2 separate regions of the Mus musculus genome follow, and region 2 is linked to region 1. Evidence: chromatin contacts called from public HiChIP or PLAC-seq data. All regions are on one chromosome and are shown on one strand. Each heading gives the region's core, a stretch centred on a gene start, on an enhancer-like site or on the middle of the called end of the contact. The rest is flanking DNA. Distances are from core to core; before and after follow the strand shown.

Region 1 (2,700 bases), core at 133-2,632:
CTCTCCTCATACTGTAGATCTGACCCAGAACAGGGGAAGCTGTAGGACCAGAACAGAATCTCTGTGGTTGGCCCGACCCCCAGCTGCAGTGTAATCAACTAAGGCTTTGAAAACTGCCAGGCCCAAGATGGGTTCTGGTTCACTGGCCAGGATGGGTGTGGCATCCCCTTGAGCCCTTACAAGTTCTAAGAAGTTCCCATGTTAGGGACCACAGTGGCCATTATTCTCCAGATGTCTGTCTGTCTGTCTGTCTGTCTGTCTGTCTGTCTGTCGCCTGCTGCTTCTCACTTGGTTCTCAGGAACACAAAGAGTCCGATTAGGAATATGTCAGGCCAATGAGAAGGCGGGGAAGGGTACAACTATAACCCTGAGGTGAGGCCTTCCATCCCTTTACTGGGGCTAGCCTAGCTGTGTTCCCGAAGAACAGCTCACTCTGAAGATGTAGGAGGCTGCCTGGCAATTGGCATTTTCTCTCCCCGTCAGGCTTTGCCCACTATCTTGGTTTTTTGTTGAGGCAGAATCTCACTTGGTAGCTCAGGTTGAACCAGACAGGGTGTAGCCCCTTGTTGGCCTCAAACTTGCAGTAACCCTCTTGTCTCAGCCCACCAAATGTTAGGATGAAGGGCATGCATCACCAAGTCCGGCTGCAATTTGCATCTCTAACCAGCCAAGCCAGGTGCCCCTTAAGATCAGTGAAGTTTGGAACGTATCTGGACCTTTTCCTGGGTCTAGATAACTGAAAGGAAACTTTGGCCAATCTATCAGCATCAAAACCAGAGCACCACAGCGAAAACGCTGTGCCCGAGTGCCTGCTACTGTAAATTCAATCTTATTTCTGAGGTGTGAGGTACTGGTTTGGCGGTTTGGAACGTCCAGCCACAGGCTGCCTGGCTGTGCACCATATACCAGACCTGTTCCTCGCGTCCCGCCGGTTCCCAGCTAGCCAGCAGCTAGCAGCCCAGTCATCCTTTCCAGCCTCAGTCTGGAAAGCTGGACCCCGGCGCCGCGTGTGCTCTTGGCTGCCGGCGCCCCGGGCCCCGCGGCCACATCATCCTGAGGCTGGGAAGTGTGCGTTCTCGCGCCTTTGCGCCACACAGCTGGTCTACGCGGCGGCTCGCACAAGGGGTCTGAGGGTATCCTGCATCCAGCCACCCCCGGGAGTGGATAGGACCCAGGCTGTCGGGGACCCCGGAGCGGTCTCTAGGACCCGCGGGACGCCGCAGGAAGGCGGGGTGCGGGGGAGACGCTAATTTGTTCCGTGGTAATGAGAACGGCGACTGCTGGCCGCGGATCCATTGCACAGGCCCGCCCTCAGATCGCTGGTCCCCGGCGCCAACTCGGACAGGCTGCTCATTTATTGCAACGGTCAAGGGCGGCTCGTGCCAGAGTAGCGCGCGCGCGCACGCACACACACGGGGAGGGGAGAAAGTTTTTTTTTGAAAAAATGAAAGGCTAGACTCGCTGCTCAGCGACCCGGGCGCTGCGCGAGGGGGTCGCGGCAGACTCAGGGCAGTAGGACTTCCCCCAGCTCGGCGCCCGCGTGGGATGCTGCAGCGCTGGCCGCGGGGCCCCCGAAGCAGCTGCACGCCAGGCCGGCGACAATGGCAGAGCGCCCGGCGCGGCGCGCGCCCCCCGCCCGCGCCCTCCTGCTGGCCCTGGCTGGGGCCCTGCTGGCGCCCCGTGCAGCCCGAGGTAAGTCACCCGCACAGGCGGCTGCCTGCGCGTCCTCTCCCCGCCACCTCGCTACAAGTCAGGGTCTCCGCGAGTGCCACAGCCACAGGGAGAGCAAACGCACCCAGGGCGCATCTGAGGACCCCCCTGGCTCGCGCTCCCAGAGCCTTGACACTGGTCCCCCGCCAGGTGCTCACTCCGGGGGTTGGGTTGGGGTGGCACGGGAGAAGAAGACGCTTTGCTTGGGGGCCTTGAGGCAGCTAATGTCTGAATGAAATGTCTTGGAGTGACATTTGCTCCTAAGGCTCACAGTGTCTTGACAGTTACACGTGTCTCCTGGGAGGGTGTGCGTGGGGTCGTTTTCCTGATCCAGTGGGGTAGTGAGTTCCTTCACCCAGCTTCGGAGTCAACTCCCCACGAGGTTTCCTTTCCACCCCCGCTCTGACACAGCTGGGGGATGCAGAGGACGCCCCCCGCGGCCTCCCATCACAGGTGTACCTGCAGCGCTCTTTACTTTTTTTTGTTTCAATTGACTTCGTGGCCCTTAGCGATTTCTGGCTTCACTCGCTAATTGTCAGTAAGGATCAAACTTTAACAGAACTCATTCCCCTTTCTTGCTCATCCTTGGTAAGTAAGGGCTTACACCAAGACCTCGTGTAGCGCGAGTACCCACTCCAGAGTTAAACAAAAGTGCATACATTAAAGGAGTTTTTATAGACTTGTATTTTCCTGAGTTGAATCTTCTTAAAGCCCGGGCACCTGTGGATCCTGTTTGTATAATGAGAACTCACAGCAGGTGCCTTTTTAAAATTCGGGAGCTTCCCTAGTCACCCTTGCTGCCGGCCCCTTTTGCCGCTAGGGGCGCTGTTCACCAATGAATGATTCACCTTGGCCTCCAACTCTTATTTCTGTGATTCTAGGTATCAGGCATTTAGCTAGCCCCCCATCATCAACTGTTTCCAACACGAAACATTTCATTTCTCAACTGTCACTGTTATCCTCGACCCCCAGCCTGTCTACCATAATGTA
Region 2 (2,700 bases), core at 55-2,554, 36 kb before region 1:
AACAGCTTTTTGAAAAAAAATGCACACTTTAAGTCAATTCTGCGATAGTTAAGGACAGACTCTCTTGGATGAAGATCCCAAGACATCTGTCCTTACTTTTCTTTAGTATCTCCAGAGTATTTCAGAAGCTTTTCCCATGCATCTAAATTCAGGGCCCAGCTGTTTCCAGACTGTTCGGTGATACTTAAGGAGGTGGGTTTCTGTCAGCTAACATTTTAAAGAGAGAATGCTAGATGGAGCCAACTTTTAAGAGTTCATAAAACACTCACCTTCACTCCAAACCTGCTGCTGAGTCCTCAAATGTAAAGAAGGAAGAGCCAGCCGCACATTAAATGGCACTAAAGAATGTTTTCAAGGGCGGTTCTTAACTAAGGTCCCAGAGAGGGGAACCACGTAGGAATATGGCGTGTTGTCTGGTGTGGGGTAATGGTCCCTCTGTTCTGGCTGGGACAAGGCAGAAAATGAACATTTGGTTTCCTGTTGAGCTTATTTTCTTATTGTAGAAATTATTTTAATGCTGACAAATGGATCGAACACAGCCTGAGTTTCTCTTATGTTGTATAGTAATAACAGAAATATCTAATGTTATGATAAGTAGAGAAATCAAGGCCTACAGAAATAACGCAGCCATTTCTTCCCTCCTCTCAGGAACTGGCCACCAACTGTTGAGTATTTTTCTTAAACTCAGACCTCAAGAAAGACTCCGTGGGGTTTGAAAATTCTAACTAGACTTTGCCATCTTAACGTCACCAAACAAATTCTCTGAGAATGATTTGTTTGCATTTGAGGATGTCTTAGGTCCAGAATGGAGATGGCTTTTCAGAGATGCAGCATGAGGGGGCTGAGGAGTTTCTAAAGAAAGATTCCTGAGTTTGGACCAGGCAACATTTGAAATCCTTAGAGACATCCAGGTGGTAAGAGAACTGAGCCATCTCCCGGTGGTCCCCATGACTTTATGTGGAAGGAGCAATTCCTATTTGGGTTATACATCCTGTCTGCCAGCTGGTAATGGAATAATGGGAAAACAATTGTCTTGGCTCTTCAAACAGCGTCTGTTGCCAACCCAACTTCCTGGAAGCTGTCAGCTCCCCTGGGTGAGTCAGCAAATACTTGCTCTGTGGAGCAAGACTCTGAAAGAAGTACCGGTAAGGCAGCCAATCATGAGAGAGTGTGGATAATTCTCTGTCTCTCAGAGTCCCTACTTTTCACCATTCACTGGCAAAAAAAAAGTCATGCACTAGACCTGGCCTCTGAGTGTATCTGATGACCCACAGTCTGGGTATGAGGCACAGTGTATGCAGGAGGGGCTGGATGTGTCTGCCCAGGGAGTGTGATCTAATCATTGGTACATGAGAGTTCTGGGTCAAGCAACTAAGAATGTGGTAGGAAAAAAAAAAAAAAGACTTCTTTGGGTGGACAGGAATGCACTGTGTGCACTCTCAAAGGAAGTGAGCTGCTAAGTGATTACAGTGTGTCCATCAGCAGATGGCTCCACATGGTAAGGCTCCTTGAATTTGTACTTTCATCAAAATTGCCCACAAATGTGTAGCCCTGCAGAAACCTTTGAAACCCGCCATCCTTGGCAGAAGCAGCCCATTCCTGGGACTGAATCACTTTGGAAGTTTCTCTAGCTCGCTCTCCTTCTCCCTCTCCCTTCTCCCTTCTTCTCCCTTCTCCCTTCTTCTCCCTTCTTCTCCCTTCTTCTCCCTTCTTCCTTCTCCCTTCTTCTCCCTTCTCCCTTCTTCTCCCTCTCCTTTCTCCTTTCTTCTCCCTTCTCCTTTCTTCTCCCTTCTCCCTTCTTCTCCCTTCTTCCTTCTCCCTTCTTCCTTCTCCCTTCTTCTCCCTTCTTCTCCCTCTCCTTTCTCCTTTCTTCTCCCTTCTCCTTTCTTCTCCCTTCTCCCTTCTTCTCCCTTCTCCCTCCTTCTCCCTCTCCCTTTCCCCTTCCCTTTCCCCCTCCCTCTTCTTCCCCTCCCCCATCTTGCTATGTACAGTTGGGACAAGGCTGGCTGATCCTGGAAGAGCAGGCTATGCAACAGGTACTGGAGATTCTGCAAGGTCCCCCACTAACATCCTGTGGCTTATTTTCGAAGGCCAGGATCCTCCACCAAGGCAGACCTCGGTCTACAAGTCACATGGACTATAGCAATGACAACTTTGCAAGCTTCTCCAAAAGTTCAGAGCTTTTCTTTAAGTTGCAGGTGGTGTCTCAATGGAAGATTTAATCTGAGGTGCTCATCTGGAATGTGCACAAAAGGAGGGAGGGCGACACTGAAATTCTAGTTGGTTCCTTTGCCTCTCAAAAAAGGTTCCTGGACACATCCTGAATGGCACTTGTCGGGCCTTGGTGCAGTCAGAAAGGTGACTTCAAGTAGTAGTGTTTGTCCCAGATCTAAGTGCCTTAGACCCTGGGAAGGAAAGAGCAGACTTTTTCAGAGCATCTCAAGACAAACAAAGGAAAACTTTTAAAATTCTTAAAAGACAGGGAGGAAGATGACTCCTCACTCAGTAGATGAGCTGACATGCAGTGGTTGGTCCTGAGTGCTTCCCACGAGCAAAAGCTGAGCCCAACAGCACACACCTGCAGTTCCAACAATCCCGACGCTGGGGACAGAGAGACAGGAAGCTCTCTGGGCCTCTCTCACCAGCTCACTTAGCCAAAACCATGAGCTCTAGGCTTGGTGAGAGACCCTGCCTCAAAAA

What was found. HiChIP or PLAC-seq counts read pairs in DNA pulled down with a chosen protein or histone mark.
Region 2: an H3K27ac HiChIP or PLAC-seq map of embryonic fibroblasts shows a contact between it and region 1, with 28 read pairs. The contact joins the enhancer-like site here to the promoter of Adam12 in region 1. A contact is called at or near these places in 16 of 39 promoter capture datasets (the 3T3-L1 cell line, 3T3-L1-derived adipocytes, the HPC-7 cell line and 11 more), 1 of 15 datasets of contacts at CTCF or cohesin (the NIH/3T3 cell line), 24 of 484 Hi-C or Micro-C datasets (the AML12 cell line, the C2C12 cell line, the MNK3 cell line and 14 more), 7 of 115 datasets of contacts at active chromatin or transcription factors (the NIH/3T3 cell line, embryonic fibroblasts, embryonic stem cells and 3 more) and 3 of 9 other capture datasets (adipose tissue, liver and pancreatic islet).

The regions. Positions count from the first base shown.
Region 1 is chr7:134,223,779-134,226,478 of GRCm38.p6, reverse strand. It overlaps Adam12 (a disintegrin and metallopeptidase domain 12 (meltrin alpha)), which reads left to right and starts at 1,382. Exons shown (of 23, transcript NM_007400.2): 1 at 1,382-1,692. The coding sequence starts at 1,602.
Region 2 is chr7:134,260,000-134,262,699 of GRCm38.p6, reverse strand. No RefSeq gene overlaps it. Among named protein-coding and RNA genes, the nearest start is that of Adam12, 36 kb to the right of the region's middle. Within about 2 kb of position 1,304, at least 78 of the 459 cell types and tissues checked have an H3K27ac peak or open chromatin away from gene starts, as enhancers often do. A contact at or near this core is called in the AML12 cell line, the C2C12 cell line, the NIH/3T3 cell line and 9 more, where this site is marked.